Linked DNA regions of Mus musculus: region 2 is linked to region 1. The links are chromatin contacts, called in public HiChIP or PLAC-seq maps. All regions are on one chromosome and are shown on one strand. Each heading gives the region's core, a stretch centred on a gene start, on an enhancer-like site or on the middle of the called end of the contact. The rest is flanking DNA. Distances are from core to core; before and after follow the strand shown. Region 1 overlaps Cd101 (CD101 antigen). Region 2 has its middle 53 kb from the start of Ptgfrn.

Region 1 (3,875 bases), core at 612-3,111:
TCGTTTAGATCCCCTTTAGGTTTCTAATGCCAGGCTGTTTTATTTCTCTCTTTTGTGTTGAGCTACCTCTGCTGTTGCCAGTGCCTCTTATTAAACACTAATGGTAATTGCTAACCCTTTTCAGTACTCTCTGTAGCCCAAGGCCTACGCCCTTACTGTGGCCTTTGTTCAGTCTTCTCCATGAAGCAAAAAAAAAACGTGGTTGCTATTATTACCCTCATTTTTCCTGGAAAGAAACACAAAGGCTCGGAGAGGTCAAGTGTGCTGCCCAGAGTGATTCTGCCTCCAGGTCATGGTGGGTGCTATCCTTACACTGAGTACTGGGATGCCCAGGACACAGGAGCTCCTGAGGTATCTACATGGCCCACAGGGTAGCCAGGACAGGACCTTGTACAATAAGCATTTGTTGAATGAATTTTTTTTCATTTCTCCACGTCTTGAATTTCCCATCTGGGAGCTGGCCTTGCATTTATAGTTATTTAGCATATAGTTATATTATACAGCATTTAAACATGAGAAGACGGTCACTTGCCAATGATAGAAGATTGATATGCACCTGTATATATAATACATATGTATATAAATATTAAATTTTCCCAGATTAGTGGTTTTTATGGTGGTATTGCAAACAGAAATCTAATTAATAATTTTCTTTCCCTCTTCAAAACACACACTAAGCTAATTAGGACTGGCAGGCACATGCAAGCAGACAGAGAACATACTTAAAAAGAGTGACAGCCTTTATTCTAAAAACAAACACCCTAAAATGTAAATTATCATAGCTTCATTACTTTCAGGTTCATTTACTCTCCCTAATGAATAAAAAAAAAAAAAAAACCTATCAGGTATTTGCCCAACTAGACCTTCTTCAGTATGGGTCGGCTGAACAAAACCACAAGAAAAGGAAGTATATATTATGAATCATGTACGTGTTTGTGGGCTCTCCTGGTCTCCTGTCTGCTGTCTTGTTTCCACTATGTAATAATTACCTTAGAGAAGTTTTATTTTATTTATGCACACAGAGACACCCACATATACCCTTGCACACTATCTACCTATCCCGCTATCCATTTATCTTTCCATCCATCCATCCATCCATCCATCCATCCATCCATCCAACCATCCATCTATCCATCTATCCATCTATCCATCCATGATGGTTTGGAAGATCTTTGTTCTGGGCATGGTATGGAAGAATCAACCAACTCTGATCAAACAAGTAAAGTACTTTATAGTTAAAATTCATCATCATATTTTAGAAATTTTTTTATTTACTTAAAACATTTTTCTTCCATAACCTGTCATCTGCAGCAAGAAGTGTGACCGTGTCTGCCGAGCAGCGTACTGTGTGGGAAGGAGAGACGCTTACCCTTCTCTGCAAGGCAGCTGGGGATGTGAGTGCTCTATCTGTGAGTTGGTGGCTCACCCCACAGGACCAGTCCACACCCGTGTTTGTGGCTGGCATGGGGCAAGATGGTACTGTGCAGCTGGGAGTCTCTTCTCCGGGCCCTGCGCACCGTGGTAACAGGAGGCTGGAGAAAGTGGACTGGGCCACCTTTCGGCTGGAGATTGCCTCTGCCATGGTCACAGACAGCGGTACCTATGAATGCAGGGTGTCAGAGAGACTCCAGAACCAGGCCAAAGGTTTGCAGTCAACCCAGAAGATTTCAGTCACTGTAAAATCTCTGAGTAAGTCACTGGGAAAAGTCCTTTTCTGAGTGTATGACAGTCACCTTATTCTGTACTGAAGTTTGGATGGTATCATTCAGAACTCCTGCCAGAGGTGCACGTACCCCGAGTGCCCTGGGTACGTGTGCTGTGAGTGCCAGCGGTATGTGCACCCCAAGTGCCAGCCAGCGGCATGTGTACCGTGAGACATGCAGAGCAGAATATGCAAATCAGGCCTGACAGCAACCTCTCGAGTTTATTCATCTTTATAAAGATCATTCTAGAGTGCAGCTTGTACATTGTTCAAAGTTGAAAACAAACCCCTGTGATTCCTGGTTGACTAGCAGATGAGTGGAGCCAAGCTTGCCCCGTCCCAGCAGCAGCCCAGGTATCATGGAGTTTTCTCTAGCATGGGCAAGAGAGTGACATTGAGCCCGGGGGACAGGGGGTGGGCCAGAGGGAGGAAGGAGGCCAGACCGTGCTGTGAGTGTTCTACTTGCTGAGTGGGGAGAGGAAAGAGGCCAGACCCTGGCTGCGCGTGGTGTCCCTGCTCTGTGCAGCTGTCTAAGTGGCGCACTGGAGAAACACTGCCTGTTTGTTGTGGCTGCTGAGAACAGTCGTAGGCGAGGGGGGAGACTTGGAGAGCCGAGGTTGAAATTCAGGACAGACTGTACTGTGGACCAACCTCTACCCCCAAATTCATGTCACTCCAGGAACACAAGTGTGTGGCCCTGTGTAAAGGGGGCATTGAGAAAACTTGGAAGTCCCCGAGCTTGGACCTGGTAAACAGGAAGTGTGTCTCACATTCTCCCCCACAGAGTCAAGTTTACGAGTTAATCTGATGAGCCGTCAGCCACAAGTGATGCTAGCCCATACCTTCCACCTGTCCTGTGTAGTGAGGGCCAACTACTCGGATCTCAAGCTGCCGTTCTCGGTAACGTGGCAGTTCCAGCCAGCGGGCTCTGGAGCCTTTCATCGGCTTATTCGAATTGCCCACAATGGCACCGTTGAATGGGGGGACGTCCTCTCCCAGATCCACAGGAAGACGAAGGTGTCACAGTCTTTCTTTCGTTCTCAACTCCAAATCTACGATGCAGCTATGGAGGAGACAGGGGTGTATCGGTGTACAGTGGAGGTTTATGACAGAGATTCCATATGCACAAGTGGCCCAGCCAGAGTATCTGCCACCTCTAACCTATTAATGATTACTGTCACCTTTCCAGGTAAGTGATACTTGACATTGAGCCTTTTTTAAAAAAGAAAAGAATATCCTTTTTTTTTTGGCCAGGTTTAGTGCATACCTATAATCCCAGTATTCAGGAGGCCAAAATAGGAGAATTGAGAATTTGAGGTCAGCCTAGGCTGAAATAGTGAGCCCCTGTCTCAAATAACAACGGAGCTCCTCCCACTTTGTGTAAACTATAGAAACAGACATAATGTATCCATTCACCACGTTTGTCCTGGTAAAGTGAGCATGATTTAATGGCATCAACATGAAGTTAGTATACGTGGAATGGCCACATTGGTTGCTAAAACAATGAAATACTTCCTTAGCAGCTAATAACCACTGCTCTTTGACCTTTCCACACCTGCCACGAGTTCTCATTGCCAGCAGCCTCATGATACTGTGTGGCACAGCTGAGCCTCAAGAACCTCCTACAGGGCAGATGATATTTTAAGTCAGTCACTGCTGGTACTCCAGCGTGGTTTTCGTATTTGGAAGTGGTGGGGAATCATGCAAATTCTATTAGAATACTGTCTTAGGGTTTTATTGCTGTGAAGAGACACCATGACCATGGCAACTCTTATAAAGGAAAACATTTAATTTGGGCCTGTCTTATAGTTTCAGAGGTTCAATCCATTATCATCATGGCTGGAAGCATGACAGCATCCAGGCAAATGTAGTGCTGGAGAAGGAGCTAACAGTTCTACATCTTGATCCACAGGCAGCAGGAAGAGACTGTGTGCCACACTGTGGATAGCTTGGGCAATAGAAAACCTCCCAACCTCAGTGACACACTTCCTCCAACAAGGCCACACCTCCTAATAGTGCCACACTCCCTATGGCCAAGTATTCAAACACATGAGTTTATAGGGGGCATAACCATTCAAACCACAACAAATATGCTTAGCTGCCTCTTTTAATATATTAACATGTAAGAGAGACTTTGTGGTTCCAAGTCCAATTCAGTCTTAATGCAATAGCA
Region 2 (3,875 bases), core at 609-3,108, 150 kb before region 1:
AGGGAGAGTACGTCACATGGCCCACCATGGTAATGGTTTTGGGACTAGGTGCCAGCCTTGTTTCCATCAAGACAAGAGAAAGGGTGCTGTTGAGAACTGTTAAGGAACACTCACTACATCTGTGTGAGACTGATGTTTTAATGTGCCTCAGTTTACCAATCTGTATAGTGGGAAGGACAGCACCTATCCAGAGTGTGAGAAATGATGTGAACGCACATACAGCATTCTGGCCATTGAGTGAGCCAGCACTGGTGACATCCTGGCTCTAATCTGAATCGAATAAATGTACGGGACCTGACATAGCTCCTTTGATTCTATTATTTTACTTTATAACACAAACACATTATGTATGTTTTTACGTCTCAAACATAACATTAAATGATAAGGTATGCACAGTTGACGTTAGGCGTGGTTGACATTCTTAGACTGATTTCAAATACGTAAATATACCAAAATACTAAAAATGTGGTCACTCTGGTGGGTGATGGCTCCGGTGACAAGCTGACTTGTGTGCAAGCATCAGGACCTAAGTCTGGATCCCTAGCACCCACGTAAAAGCCTTATGGTGGCTTTGTGTCCTTAACCCCAGAACAAAAGGGGTGGGGGCCGGAGCAGGATGGAGACAAATGGATCCTAAAGCTCACTGGCCAGCCAGCCTACTGCTGAACTGCTGAGCCTCAGGCTCAGGGGGAAATCCTAACCCTACTCCCACCCACACCAAAAGGACCAATAGTGTTTGCATCTCAAATGCTCTGTCTGGCTTCTGACAGGTGAGGTATTCCATGTCTCATTCAGACACTGTAGCCTCAGAGCCTGTAGCAGCTCCAAGCCAGCATTGTTACTTTTGGCCTCCACACCTAGGCATACTGTGTACAAATTCCACCCCCACACAAATAGATACATTTTTAAAGTTGTAATGGCCAACCACAATGACTTGTACTGACTTGGAAACTCTGGAACATCAATCTGATTAGTTCAAACCAGACGTGGAGTGTGAGTCACCCAGATAAATCACCAACTCTCTGGTCTACTTGGGGAGTGATGGGGGGATGGCCTATGCCTGGACTCACCGCGTAAACAAAAGTCACCCTCATTTACTAACAGAGAAGATCTATTTCCTGCTGAGCACTTCTAGTAGGGGCTTTGGGGCAAAGGGTCAAATACGCTCTGCTGGAATCTGCTTCCCTTCCCCATCAGGTTTGGCGCTGCAACAGGCTCTCCCTGGCTACAATGTCATCTGAATGAGACTCTGAAAGGCCTCACCTGCCAGAAGCCGGACAGAGCTTTTGAGATGCAAACCCTATGGTCCTCAGAGATGAGAGGATGAGAGAGAGAAGTCACTTTCAAAGCACTGCCTGCCCCCTACTATACACTCGCTAAGCATACACTGCTTGCTCAATCTGCTACGAAAACAGAATTCTAAAATAAGCTGTAGCCTGCTCTCTCAAATTGGAACTTAGAAGAAGACGGATTGGTGTATTTGAGTTAGCTTCATCCTCTTGCACGTACACCCTCCGCCCCACCCCGTACCCACAAGGGCAGCACTGGTTAACAGAACCAGTTAAGGACGGGAAAGACAGACACCGATAATTACGAGGGCAGGCTAGAAGCTGCATGAAAATAAAATACACAGAAGCCAGCAGATGGCAGTTAATCATAATTTTTCCTGCAATTTCTATTAATTGTCGAAGATTCTTCATTCTGTCTACCCATAAGACGAATGATACGCTGATATGGCATAATAAGTAATGTTTCCCCTTTGAGATATTAAATAAGCGTGCTACATAAAGGTTCCCCTCCCACATAACTAGCCCCAGACCTGATTTTTCTCATGCATGTATTTATCATACTATAGCACGCCATGCATATGCATGCCCATATATCTGTACACTCCCCGGCACGCTGCATGCTTGATCAATGTATAATGTTAAAGCCAACGCCCGGGTTCATCTCCAGAAGCAAGACTGAATCAAGGAACTGTTGTTCCTAAAACAGTGCCGAGAAACAATTTAAACCACGTTGTCTGACAGAAATAGCAATGCAAAAATACCTTAGGGAGGCCACTGGGGCAGTTTCCTCTAAGGCTCTTATTACAAGCATTAACAACGTGCACGACCCCTTCCTGGCTGCTGTCCCTCACCCGCCAACCCTTCTAGCCTTTCCCCTTCCCTTCCCTCCCTCTCCCTGAATTTCCATACTGCCTTTCCTTTCCAGATGTCTAGTTCTGTCACTCTGCTTCTCCTGTTCTCTCTCTCTCTCTCTCTCTCTCTCTCTCTCTCTCTCTCTCACACACACACACGCACACACACACACACACACACCAGCCCGCATGTCCCTGGTTTCCTGAGTCTTGCAGGGACAGATGCTGTACCAGGCAGGGTTCTTGATTTCCAACATTACAAATCGACTCTTAGGTAGAAAAAAAAAAAGGAAAAATTATTGGAGAGCACTCAAGTAGTTCACAGAATCGCCAGGAAGCCTGGGAAATTTGGCTCGGTGAACAGGCACGAACCAAAGGATTTGGCACCAAAGTGCAGAGCCAAGGTCACACCATTGAAAACTACCCAGTGGGACTGCCACCAGCATCCAGCTCACCAGTCACTAATGACCACCGCTGACAGTTGACTCTGCGGCGGGATGGTCTACACACCTGAGACCTTTCCTTGGCTTCTCCCGTTCCCAGTCTGGGCTTCAGACCCAATGCCAAGGCCTAGAGGGCGGGCCTTGCGCACAGCTTTCCAAGAGCAGAGCTATGGCTCTGGCTCAGACCACAGCAGGGTCAGGGCACACAGCCCAGAGGCTGGGCGGCTTAGCAGAGTGCAGGACACTGTGAATCTGGAGGGACACTGGATGACACAGGCCAGGTTAAAATCGGTAGCCTCCCTCCACCCTATAGGTTTGGAGATCTGCGCTTCCTAGCGGAGCGGGAATAACTCCGGGGAAAGTTATTTGGCTGGACACATCAGGATTAGTGATCCCAGCTCTGGAAAGATAATGTCTAGTGAGATCCTGCTGCCGCTCAGGCCCCTCCCCGTCCACTCAGTCGCTTCTCAGTCTCAGTCCCAGGCTGAGCAAGGGGCTACAGCTGGGATGTGAACGCTCTTTGTTCTCCGGTTCACTTAGCCACCCTCCATTGCTGCTCCGGAGGACCAGAGGACCGCTCTCTTGACCTCCCACATTTTAACCCTTAATGGAGACTGGTTTCTTTCTAGGGACCAGATTTGCAACCAGATTCCAGGTCTGGCCACAGGCTTTGCTCTCTTCTGCCAGCTGTTCCCAATTAGGAGCTGGTTTAAGCAATTTGAGTGTCTGAGGGTGTCAGTCAACAGGAGTATTTGTTAGTATTTAGTTTCCCTTAGGATCTTAACCCCAGAACTAATGGATTCTCTAATATCCTGAGTTACGAGGTGATTTTTGTAGGTTTTCCAAGAAAGGAGAATAAAATATATGAATAAAATCTCTAGGCAGTGGGCCTGGCGGCCCCTCCCAGTACATGGTAAGTGATGGATGCAGTTCTCTGAGTCATCCTGACAGGACTCTGATTTTGCCTACCTTCTTGGGTCGTGGTGTTAGCTCAGTTCTCATGCATGTTTTAGTGAAGGGTCTTTGTGTGAATCTTCCTGACTTTTTTTTTAAGGTAGGGTTCTGGGGGAGTTCTAGCATAGAGTGAAAAAAGGACTACACACACCTATATTCACTTGGTTTCGGTTTAGTGTTTGAGCATCTATTATAGCCCAAAGACTTGATTATTCTAGAATTGCAAAAAAGTCACAACTCGGTCCTATGGATCTCTTCCAACAAATGGCATTTTTTTTTAGAAGATCGAAGACCAGCCTTTGGCTACGTTTGTTGCCAACTGTTCAGAACCGCCATGA

The links. HiChIP or PLAC-seq counts read pairs in DNA pulled down with a chosen protein or histone mark.
Region 2: an H3K27ac HiChIP or PLAC-seq map of heart atrium shows a contact between it and region 1, with 6 read pairs. The contact joins two enhancer-like sites. A contact is called at or near these places in 4 of 39 promoter capture datasets (the 3T3-L1 cell line, hippocampal neurons and pre-B cells), 1 of 15 datasets of contacts at CTCF or cohesin (CD8 T cells), 1 of 484 Hi-C or Micro-C datasets (the N1E-115 cell line), 3 of 115 datasets of contacts at active chromatin or transcription factors (Th17 cells, embryonic stem cells and heart atrium) and 2 of 9 other capture datasets (adipose tissue and liver).

What each region holds. Positions count from the first base shown.
Region 1 is chr3:101,010,802-101,014,676 of GRCm38.p6, reverse strand. It overlaps Cd101 (CD101 antigen), which reads left to right. Exons shown (of 9, transcript NM_001167906.2): 5 at 1,312-1,689; 6 at 2,487-2,891. Among named protein-coding and RNA genes, the nearest start is that of Cd101, 17 kb to the left of the region's middle. Within about 2 kb of position 1,861, at least 108 of the 459 cell types and tissues checked have an H3K27ac peak or open chromatin away from gene starts, as enhancers often do. A contact at or near this core is called in adipose tissue and heart atrium, where this site is marked.
Region 2 is chr3:101,160,979-101,164,853 of GRCm38.p6, reverse strand. No RefSeq gene overlaps it. Among named protein-coding and RNA genes, the nearest start is that of Ptgfrn, 53 kb to the right of the region's middle. Within about 2 kb of position 1,858, at least 109 of the 459 cell types and tissues checked have an H3K27ac peak or open chromatin away from gene starts, as enhancers often do. A contact at or near this core is called in adipose tissue and heart atrium, where this site is marked.